2 separate regions of the Hordeum vulgare genome follow, and region 1 is linked to region 2. Evidence: chromatin contacts called from public Hi-C data. All regions are on one chromosome and are shown on one strand. Each heading gives the region's core, a stretch centred on a gene start, on an enhancer-like site or on the middle of the called end of the contact. The rest is flanking DNA. Distances are from core to core; before and after follow the strand shown.

What was found. Hi-C and Micro-C count contacts between places; a contact is called where the count stands out from the background.
Region 1: a contact with region 2 is called in a Hi-C map of leaf, with 6 times the contacts expected there. The contact joins the promoter of LOC123426414 here to the promoter of LOC123426413 in region 2. A contact is called at or near these places in 3 of 6 Hi-C or Micro-C datasets (leaf and seedling) and 1 of 1 datasets of contacts at active chromatin or transcription factors (embryo).

Annotation. Positions count from the first base shown.
Region 1 is chr2H:400,169,253-400,174,629 of MorexV3_pseudomolecules_assembly, forward strand. LOC123426414 (protein root UVB sensitive 1, chloroplastic) reads left to right here and starts at 1,310. Exons shown (of 7, transcript XM_045110251.1): 1 at 1,310-2,106; 2 at 2,204-2,479. The coding sequence starts at 1,396.
Region 2 is chr2H:399,652,957-399,658,761 of MorexV3_pseudomolecules_assembly, forward strand. It overlaps LOC123426413 (WRKY transcription factor WRKY51-like), which reads left to right and starts at 3,566. Exons shown (of 3, transcript XM_045110249.1): 1 at 3,566-4,328; 2 at 4,448-4,573; 3 at 4,698-5,101. The coding sequence starts at 3,655. The coding sequence ends at 4,854.

The DNA.
Region 1 (5,377 bases), core at 60-2,559, 510 kb after region 2:
TGTTCCCTTTTCCATAATTTGGTCACAATTTTCAAAAAATGTTCTTGTTTACACATTTTTATAAAAAATGTTCCTGTTTAACAAAAAATGTTTCCTTTTATAAGTTTTTGTTCACAAATTGAAAACTTGTTCAAATTTTGTTCACAATTTCTAAAAAATGTTCATGATTTGAAAATGTTCGGGAATTTTAAAAAATGTTCATCATTTTCTAAATATGTTTGCCCTTCCAGAAAATATATTAAATTCAAAAATGTTCGTGTTTCAAAAAGTGTACATAAGTTCAATAAATGTTCCCAGTTTAAAAATTATTTACAAAATTATTTATTTTTCCTTTTTTCATAAATTGGTCACAATTTTGAAAAAATGTTCTTGTTTTCACATTTTTATACTAAAAGTTAATATTTTACAAAATTTCGCTTTAAAAAATTGTTCAAAATTGAAAACTTGTTCCAATTTTGTTCACCAATTCTACAAATATTCATGATTTGAAAATATTCGGGAATTTTGAAAATTGTTGTTCTTCTTCTTAAAAATGTTTGCCTTTTCAAAATGTGTATGTAAGTTGAAAAAATGTCCGTGTTTCAAGAAGTGTACATAAGTTGAAAATTGTTCTCGGTTCAAAATTTGTTTACCAATTTGAAAAAATGTTCTTTTTTTCATAAATTCTTTTCACAATTTTATAATAAAATGTTTCTGTTTTACGTAATATGTTCCTCTTTTTCTTAAATATGTCACAAATTGAAAAGTTGTTCAACTTTTGTTCACCTTTTCTAAAAATGTTCATGATTTGAAGATGTTCAGGAATTTTTAAAAAATTATTCAGGTTATAAAATATGTTTACCTTTTCATGTTCTGAAAATGCACGTTACTTCAAAAAATCTTCATGTTTCAAAAACTCTACGCAAGTTCAAAAATTGTTTACAAATTTCAAAAAATGTACTTTTTCAAAAAAAATTATATACTTTAAAGTGATCACGTTTTAAAACATTTTATGTTTATAAAAATTCTTGAGAAATTCAAAAATAATTCCATTTATAATTTTTGTTTGTAAATACAAAAGCTGATTATGTTGCTGAAATTTTAGAAAAATAAAAACAGAGAACCTTTTAGAAAAAAGAGAATGAGAAACACAAAAGAAAATAAAGAATAAGACAAAAAAAGAAAAGGAAAATAAGTAAATAAAGAGGGAAAAAGAAACGAGCTGGTTAACTGGGCCAGCGCAGTCGCTTCGCTAGCGGCGGCGGCCCAGTCACTTGCCTGTGCGAAGCCACCCTTATTGGACGGGTCCCATGCTTGAGAACTCCAAGCCGCCGGCGCCGGCCGCCTCTCTGTTCCCTCCTAGACACCTCCGCCTCGTCGTCCCAACCCCGCCTCTCACCAAACCATTCTTCCTTGATGTCCTCGTCTCAATCTCTCATCCTCCTTCTCACTTCCCCTCTCCCCCCGCCTCCTCGTGTCGTCGCCGCCATCCCACCATCCTCGCGCCCCACCACCGCTAGCCGCTTCCGCCACCTCCCGCGCCTCACCGCCAATCTCCGCCTTCCGCCGCTCGCGACCTCCGGTTCCGGCGGATTCGGAGATGGCAATTTCCATGGTGGGGGTGGGGGTGGCGGAGGAGGAGGGGGTTGGTGGCAAGGCGGGAGAGGAGACCCTCCCGACAAGCCCGGAGACGGGTGGCGACGGTGGCTTCAGTCCCTCCATCCCGAGCTCTTCCTCTTGTTCTTGCTCCTCCAGTCCGACGCCTTCGCTTCCATCCCATCCGCCCTCGCGGATGCCCTCGGAGCAACCGGCGGTGGCGTCTGGGAGGTGAGGGGCAGTGCGCGTACGCTGCTCGTACCCAACCCGACCGGAACTTCATACCTCGTTGCGGGAGACGATAAGCGGAAGCAAGAAGAGGGGATTGAAAAGACGGGGGCCGGCCCTGCTAATTTTGCCGAACTGCGGAGGCAACTTGAACGGTCATGGCGGCGATGCACAGATGTTGCTCTTCAGTTGCTGCTGCCTGATGGATACCCGCACAGCGTGAGCAGCGACTACCTGCACTACTCGCTGTGGCGGGGCGTGCAAGGTGTTGCTAGCCAGATCAGCGGCGTGCTCTCTACGCAGGTATCTTTCGTAAACGCGTGTGATAGTTATATATGTGCAATTCTAGAGTCCGCCAGGTAAAATTTAGTATTTCTATCCGGTGAACTGTATTCTGCAGGCGTTGCTGTATGCAGTTGGTTTGGGTAAAGGAGCGATTCCTACGGCCGCCGCAGTGAATTGGGTGCTGAAAGATGGGCTTGGCTACTTGAGCAAGATACTGTTGTCGAAATTTGGGCGACATTTTGATGTGAACCCCAAGGGATGGCGGCTGTTTGCAGATCTTCTGGAAAACACAGCTTATGGGCTGGAGATTTTGACTCCGGTGTTTCCTCACCTGTTTGTTCCCATTGGTGCAGCCGCTGGAGCTGGCCGATCAGCAGCTGCTCTGATACAGGTCAGGACTGTTACTTCTTGTATGGGTTATCAAATTATCAGAATTACAATGTTCCTAACCTGTGCATTGCACTGGGTAAACCATCACCCTATTTTCTCCATCCAATTCAATCTAGATCCGCGAACACAACTGCTCATAAAAGTGGTGACTGAGTAAATTTTACTGTCTAGAACATGCTATTAACCTTTATCACAAACTAAGACTACACAACTATCTCTTTAGAACCAGTATGCACATGTAAATAAACAACTGATTCCACATGCTTTGAACAAGCATTTCTTCTGGCAATTTATACTTCCTCTGTTCCTAAATATAAGTCTTATTACACATTCCAATAGGGGACTAAATACGGAACAAAATGAGTGAATCTACACTCTAAAATATGTCTATATACATCCGTATCTAGTTCAATAGTGTAATCTCTAAAAAGACTTATATTTAGGAACGGAGGGAGTACATAATATTGCATATTTCTCATACTACGTAAACAGTCTAATTTCTACAACAGTATGTGGGTCAATTCTAGCCTTTTGCTATACTGAAATGTGATATTCACGTTTAAAATTTTTGTACTATTCCCTCTATTCCTGATTTGCATTCGGACCAAGACAGATGTAGAAGAGACTGCATTATCCCTCTTCATTAGCCTACTTGTTACTCTTGAATGGTGTGTGTTGCTCACATATGATTCACTCACATATTGACTTCTATACCACGTCCTTTGGCCACCTCCAGTGCCACATATGACTCTGTTCATAAGCATGAGCATAAAGTACTTAGTGATACAAAGAAGTGATATTGCTGTTCAGGATACAGAAAATTGTGGACCCATTATTATAAACTACTCCCTCTGTTCCTAAATATAAGTCTTTATATATATTTCAATATAAACTACATACGGATGTATATAGACGTATTTTAGAGTGTAGATTCAGTCATTTTTCTTCATATGTAGTCCATATTGAAATCTCTAAAAGGACTTATATTTAGGAGCGGAGGGAGTACTAAATACCAAGCAAACCCTCTGTATCTTTTATGAGAAGTAGCTCCTGAAGCAGCACCATTGATGCAAGTCACTGAAAATTACAGTCAACAAAACAAAGCATCAAACATCTTCAGTTGTAAAGCATCAAACAGGTGGCGTGCCACACCCCATGTTCATATCATATATACCTGTGGCCAACGGAGTATCGTGTCCTTTGGTCGGCTCTCTAGACAATATTGGTGGTCATGTAAGGAACATGCTCGCATATTGCCTGTCAGATAAGAAGTCAATGCAAAGGGGCAACCATGCTTTAGTTTTTCACCCATCTCGCCGTGCAGCCATGTTCTCCTTGGCCTTCACCTACATGCACGTATCATGCAAGGAATCTTCAAGCCTATCCATTAGCTCCTTAGAGTATCACACTTTATAAGTAATTATCAGATTGATTAGCGATGCACCCCTCCGTTGCCTAGGAACAAACTGCGTAGAAGTTTACCCATAAAGGATGTAGCCGAGTCTTTGAGCCGCATGCCGCCGCTGACGACCAATCGAGGACCCGCGCCACTGATGTAGTCCAACATGGCTCCAGTGTGCACGTCGTACGACAAACACCACCACATTTGCTGCCTCCAGGTCCGAGCCCACCCACCGCCCATACAAGTGGCTGTTCCCCAGCCTCGTTGCTTTAACTTGGGCGAATTCAACGATGGCCGGAGGGGAGTGAGGCGAGACGGGAGGAGCTTGAGGGAACCTGGGCCGGTCACAGGAAAGCGAGGCGATGACTCTCTAGACGCGGAGGAGGCGTGTCTAGGAAGTTGAGCTCGGGACGATGGGGAAGATGTCGAGGCAGAAAGGAGAGCACGAGGCCGATGTGAAGGCTGTGCTGCCATACCGTCGAAACCTCGTCCAGCTCCATGGCATCAAACATGAGATGAGATCTGCAGGAACTCGGATTGGAGTTGAAGAATCCAACTAGGAAACAAACCGTGAAAAATACCATGTAGAGCGACCTACAAAAAAATGGGAACAACCGGATTGGAACCGTTCGTCGTCATCAAAACCTTCCAGCAAAGTCAGTGGTGACTAGGTCGGAACCTTCGGATGGGTCAATTTCGAGCGGAACTTGAGATAGCGATTGAGTCGGGCGGACTTTCGATCGAGGGCTTGGGAGCTATTTATGGCAAAGAGGAGGGCTGTTCGACTGAAGTCCGTGTCAGGCACGCGTGAAACTCTAGTAGCTCGGGCGGAGGCCTAAACCGGGGGAAGCTAGCCTGATATATCCCTAAGGCTAGATGTGAATTTGGTTCCATATATAATTCATTCGAGGTTATGTTTACATAGGATACAACCTGGAATTGTTCGCAAGAGTTGGCTTGCCAAGTTGGCAACTGACGTTGCATTGTTGTCTGCCATCACGAGTTCGAGTCCATCCCACGCAGAAGTTTTTTTGGCGTACTATAGTACTATACGAATGCCCATCCTCGGCCCAACCGAATGAAGGGCGAAAAAATCTAATGGCCAAACCAAACCAAGAATATCACCTCCCTTTATTAGTAAAAAGATATATATATAGATATAGATATCTAAAGGATTATTTTGTTCCAGGTTCGATGTGATAGCATCGCCGTTTGTAAAAATCAAGACTCTTTAAATATTTAGTATATTTACTAGCACAATGCCCCCCGTGCGTTGCTACGTAACTATAAAATACGAGGAGTTAGGTCACTGGCTTAGGAAATTATCAAAATACGGTGGCGCCATGCGGAATTTGCTCGCGGTTCACTATTAGAAAGATAAAAAATACTACAAAAGTTCACGTGTCACGCATTGGAGAATCTTAAGTGACCATGGTCCTTTACAAACACAACATTTCGAATGTTGAAACATATGAGAATAGACAATGGTACTGCACA
Region 2 (5,805 bases), core at 2,316-4,815:
GGTCATCCAACTCTAAACATTAAATAAGTATAAAATCTAGACATAAGGCGTGGAAAAACACACACATCACGTGTGAAAAGATGTAGTGCAATTAGGCTGGTTGTAATGGGTAGTATCATATAGTAGTATCATGCATATGATACTAGTCTATGATACCACATCCGTAATGCATAGTATCATATGTTAGTATCATAGGATAGTTCATTTATTGACATGCAAGACACATAGTAGCACATCATTTAATACGATACGGTATCATGATATGATACTCAACCCTCTCTTTGTTCATTTAATTCCATGGCACCTCATTGAAATTGCCTAGTTGGCATGCATGATACTACATATGATACTCCCATTACGGACAGCCTTAACAAGTGAGCCAAGGAGAATGTGCACACTGCCCCAAGCCTCCCCACATTTACATACCGGTTTAGCGGGATTCAAACACGCACCACCGTGGACATTTGATGCTCGATGTTGAATGCCAAAAATGTCTGGATGTATTGTCCCGACATTTAGGGTCTTTTGATGCAAGAAGAACAAAGTTATGTACTCCCTCTGCAAATTAATATAAAAGCGGTTAGATTACTAAGTAAACCTAAGGGGTTATGTGTGTTGAGAACTAAGTTCATCAAAGGTTGTCACATCTAAGGTTAGATTGATTTAACCAATTTAGGTGGATGTTTGGTTCAACCCATACCTTAGACGAATCACACCGCGACCCCATATTACATACACACACGAAGTATAAAAAGATTCCCTTAGGTTTACGAATTTGTGACTTTCATTTTGTTAAAAGTAACCTTAGTCAATCTTTGACAAAAAAATACATGAGAAAGTGTGAGAATCAAGGCCATAGAACCAAAGAGCCTCTAAATTCTTAACCATGGTTGCATAGTAAACAAATACTCGTTGGATGAAATTCAATCCGTCACTAGAAAGTATTTTTCTTTGAGAAACCAGCATGAGCTCTGCCTTTGCATTAAGAAGAAGAGAATTGACCAGATTATAAGGAAAACCGGTCAAAGACCGATACAACAAAACACACACCAGCCTCGAGGCTGCGCACCCAACGAGCCAACTACCCGTGCCGCCCAAACGGCCAGAGTTGCCACCCTACCACAAGACCTGGAGCCGCCACTCCGACATACAAACCTCATCAACACACGCACATGTTGGCCCCGAGGCCGCACTCCACACGGGCCAACTACTCTGCCACCCACGTGGCCAGATCCAACACTCCATAACACCGGTTGTTCCTCGGAGCCGTCGCTCCGACTTAGGCCCTGTTTGTTTCAGAAGTCCCAAGACTGTTTTTAGTCTCAACTAAAAAGTCCCCAGTCCCTACCCGTTTGTTTCCATGAACTAAACAGGGACTAGAGGTCAGTAAATGACATGCAAAAAGACCATGTTACCCCTAGTAATGTACTATAAGTTATTAAATGACATGCTAAAAGTAGGGGCATTGTTCGAAAAAGTGACAAAAAGTCCCAAAAAGACCCTCTCATAGGGACTTCTTCCTTTAGTCCCATACACCCCCTTTTAGTTCCTAAAAGTCCCTCCTGTTTGTTTCACATGGGACTAAAAGGGACTTTTTTAGTCCCTACATCAAAAAGTCTCTGGAAACAAACACCCCTTACCCACCGGCCCCAAGGCCGCGCTCCATCCGAGCCGACGATTCTGCCGCCCACGCGATCAGAACCGACACTCCACGACATTGATCTCCGGAGCCGCCGCTCCGACTTTCTCACCGATCCCGAGGAGACGCGCACTCCTCACCGACGACGAAACTGCAAAAGCCATCGTGAACTGACGAAGGACCAGACCTCGAAGGCGTCGCCCCCAAAATGGAAGCGATGGGAACACCGCCGACGCCCGCTTCGATCAAGGTCGAAACTTAGGTTTTCACCCGGAGAGCGAGAGTCCGAGGTGACAATGGTGGTGAAAGGGCTCCACAACGTCGCTTCCAAGAAGGAATGACATCCTAGGACGCCGACGATGCCAGCAACGACCAAGGTCGAGCAAGGCTTTAGCCCGGAGCTCACCAAATCCATCCTCACCACAGCGAGCCCAACAAAACGTCTCCGAACTTGTCGTCCGTCCTCGCTCAAGCCACATGACCGAGCACGCTGGACAACCTGCCGCCGCCAACATCCATCGGGTTCACAAACTGACACAGCCTACCACGCATCATAGCAGCCCCACCCCACGCACCTTCGGGCAAGAAAGGCCCATCTCCACCGTCGGAGACCACCAGCGTTGCCATGCCGCCACCCCCGCAGCCACCACAACAGCGCCACCGACAGGAGCCCCCACCCCGCCTCCCGCGAGGCCCAGGACAGCAGCATCCCTCACGGCTGCACGCCGAACCCACCAGTGTGACGCCGCCGTGCAGCCATCCATAGTTGCACCTCGCCGCCACCAGCGCAGCTCCCCCAACCGAAGGAGGGGACCCAGGCACCAGCGCGCCCCACAGCCGCGGCTCGCCGGAGCGTCGCCACGACAGCATGCCGAAACGCCTCATTCGCCAGATGTGGGCGCCGGGCGCCACATCGACGGCCGTCAGCCTTAGCACCGCCTTGCACGTCATCCAGCGGAGGAAGGGGATGGGCAGCACCGTCCTATGCTCGGGCCGCCGCCAAATGCAGGCCATCGATCGGGGCCGAAGCCACGCGGCGCACCACGAGGTGAGTAGAAAGTATTGCATTCACTATTCGAAAACTCAGGAAAAAAAAACTCTGTGTTGCATTGATTCAGTCCGTGACTAGAAAGTCTTAATCACTCGTTGGATGAATTCAAGAAATCAGTTGGGTTGGTCTACGCATTTCCTTTGGAGACCAAGAAATGCGAGGGCGCGGAAAAAAAGTCAGAGCTCATTTTCCCGTCCTTGAATTGAATCCACGAACCAACTGCATTTCCATTCAGGCATTAAAGTGGAGCATTGACTTTTTCCTCACTCCCCGTCCCACACGACATGCCAAATCTTACGTGAATGAAGAAACAACAAAGGGAGGTCTCTGACAGGTGGGTGGCGAAACCAGCACAGCATCTCACATCATTGGCACCATTCACATAACTGTTTCACGCCACCAATTTCGATTTTTGGGGCGAAAGCGTCACGAGGTTATCATTTCATGCAAAGTCTCCTCTTGCAAGCTGTGTATAGTACAGTAGTAGGAGTAGGATGTAACAGTAGCACTGACAACTGGGGCAAGGTCAGTACCTTTCATTGTCCGGGCCCTGGTGTCCGTGAGCCGTGAGGCGGAAGCGGTTCGTATGCGTAGCGCCAGGCGGTCGCTCACCTTGCAGTTGGAACCAACTGGTCCCGTGCCCCCGCCACGCGTAACGCTGTTCCATAGTCAACTTCCTCTCTCCATCCCACCGTCCGTACCATCCAACGGCTGGAGATAGCCACCGGCTAAAGCCCGTTTTTCTGCTCTGGGAAGCACAGGATCCATTCCCAGCCGTCGATCGGGCCTCTGCTTTGACCCGAACTGGTCCACCATCTGACCACCACCCGCTGCTCCCGGTTACCGCCTCGCCCTGTTTTATAATCAGACCTCCCTCGCGTCTCCCTCACTTCTTCTTGCCCCATTTTCATTGTCCGGCGAGCACCCTGTCTTATCTTGTGAGGCGGAGGCGGAGGCGGTCGCGATGATGACCATGGATCTGATTGGAGGATACGGGAGGGCGGACGAGCAGGTGGCAATCCAGGAGGCGGCGGCGGCGGGGCTGCGCGGGATGGAGCACCTCATCTTGCAGCTCTCCCGGACAGGCACCAGCGAAAGCTCGCCGGTTGGGTCCTCGGAGGCGCCGGAGCAGGGGAAGCAGCAGGTAGACTGCCGGGAGATCACTGATATGACCGTGTCGAAGTTCAAGAAGGTGATTTCTATCCTCAACCACCGCACCGGTCACGCCAGGTTCCGGCGCGGGCCTGTGGTGGCGCAGTCCCAGGGCCCCGCCGTGTCCGAGCCGGCGCCGGTGAGGGCGTCTTCGTCGAGGTCCATGACGTTGGACTTCACCAAGGCGTCTTCCGGGTACGGAAACGACCCCGGGTTCAGCGTCTCGGCCGCGAGCTCATCCTTCATGTCGTCTGTGACCGGCGACGGGAGCGTGTCAAACGGACGCGGGGGCGGGTCCTCGCTCATGCTCCCGCCGCCACCTTCGGCCAGTTGCGGGAAGCCACCGCTGGCGTCATCCGTGGCATCCACAGGTGCCGGTGCCGGTGCCGGCCAGAAGCGCAAGTGCCACGACCACGCGCACTCTGAGAACGTCGCCGGCGGAAAGTACGGCGCCTCCGGTGGCCGCTGCCACTGCTCCAAGCGCAGGTTAGTAGTCCAGCAGATTCGATTCATCCAGTGATGGATTTCGTTTTCGTCTGCCGGTGTTATGCATGTATGTATCGTTGCTACTGAACGAGAAAACTGAATGAATCGAGAACCCGCAGGAAGTCCCGGGTTCGGCGGATGACTCGCGTGCCGGCGATCAGCTCGAAAGCGGCGGAGATCCCCGCGGACGACTTCTCGTGGCGCAAGTACGGGCAGAAGCCCATCAAGGGTTCCCCCTACCCACGGTGAGGCAGCATCCCTTCCCTTCCCTTCCCTCCGGCGAACTTACCGCCAATTAAAACAGGTGTTATCTTCCGGTCTGGGCAGGGCAGTGAACTAACCACCAGTTGCTCGGTGATATGCATGCAGAGGTTACTACAAGTGCAGCACGGTGCGCGGGTGCCCGGCGCGGAAGCACGTGGAGCGCGACCCCAGCGACCCCTCCATGCTCATCGTGACCTACGAGGGCGAGCACCGGCACAGCCCCGCGGACCAGGAGCCGCTCACCCCGCTCCAGGAGCTCTGAAATCTCTTCTCGTTACCGTCGTCCTCGGCATGTTAATTAAACTTAGCTTTGCTTATCACCATGTTCCCTTCGTTACTGTTACTAGCACCGTATTACTAAGTGTAGAATTTCTCTTTCTTTTGGTCGCATCAGTGTAGTAGCACTAAGCATGTAAAAGAACAAGTGTGCTAGGAAGCTTTGAGCTTTGAAGAAGAAGAAAAGGTGAATGGTAGCGGAGAGAAAGAGAAGGATGTGTTTTGACTTTTGACTGCAGTGAGTGAAACAAGTTTTTCAGAGTTGGGTTTGATCCCGTGGCTCGGGCTCCGGGCGGTCAAAAGAGGGCGGGGCCCGGTGGTTGAACGGGCAAATGCTTTTGGTCCCGGGTGGGGCCGGTTCGACAGCGACGTGATGGGTGGGCGGAAGCGGTCAAGGAAAGCGGCAGGTGGTCCCTATCGGCGCCGCTGGCGTCGTTGACTCGTGCGGTGCGGTGCTCTGCGGGATTGTTGTTTGTTTGTTTGCTTGCTTGGGCTCGTTTGGCGTGCGGTGCGGCTGGCTACGTCCACACCCGCCAGTGTGGACGTCCGGTCGATAGCGTCTTGGTCTTGGTTGGTTCGCCAACGGTGTCGTTGAAAATCGGGCGTCCAGCTTTAAGTAGCTGTTGTGCGGTGCTTATAGTGTTGAATTCCTTTTTCCTTTATCTAATTTATTTATGCTCGTGTCCGTCTGGTCATGCAGCACCGCTGCTATTTTTTTTTCCGAGATCAGTAGTATTATTTTTTTATATCTAAATAATTGTAGTTGTGCAGAATTTATAGTTAAAATTATTTTGGAAATAATTACAATTATTTTGGTACAGAGAAAGTAATTTATTTCATAATGGAAGAACTGGAACCGTTGTCGAGAGTTTCTCAATACATGAGGCCCTCTGCCCTGTGGCTCCCTCACTCAGACGATTATACTTGCTAGTCACTG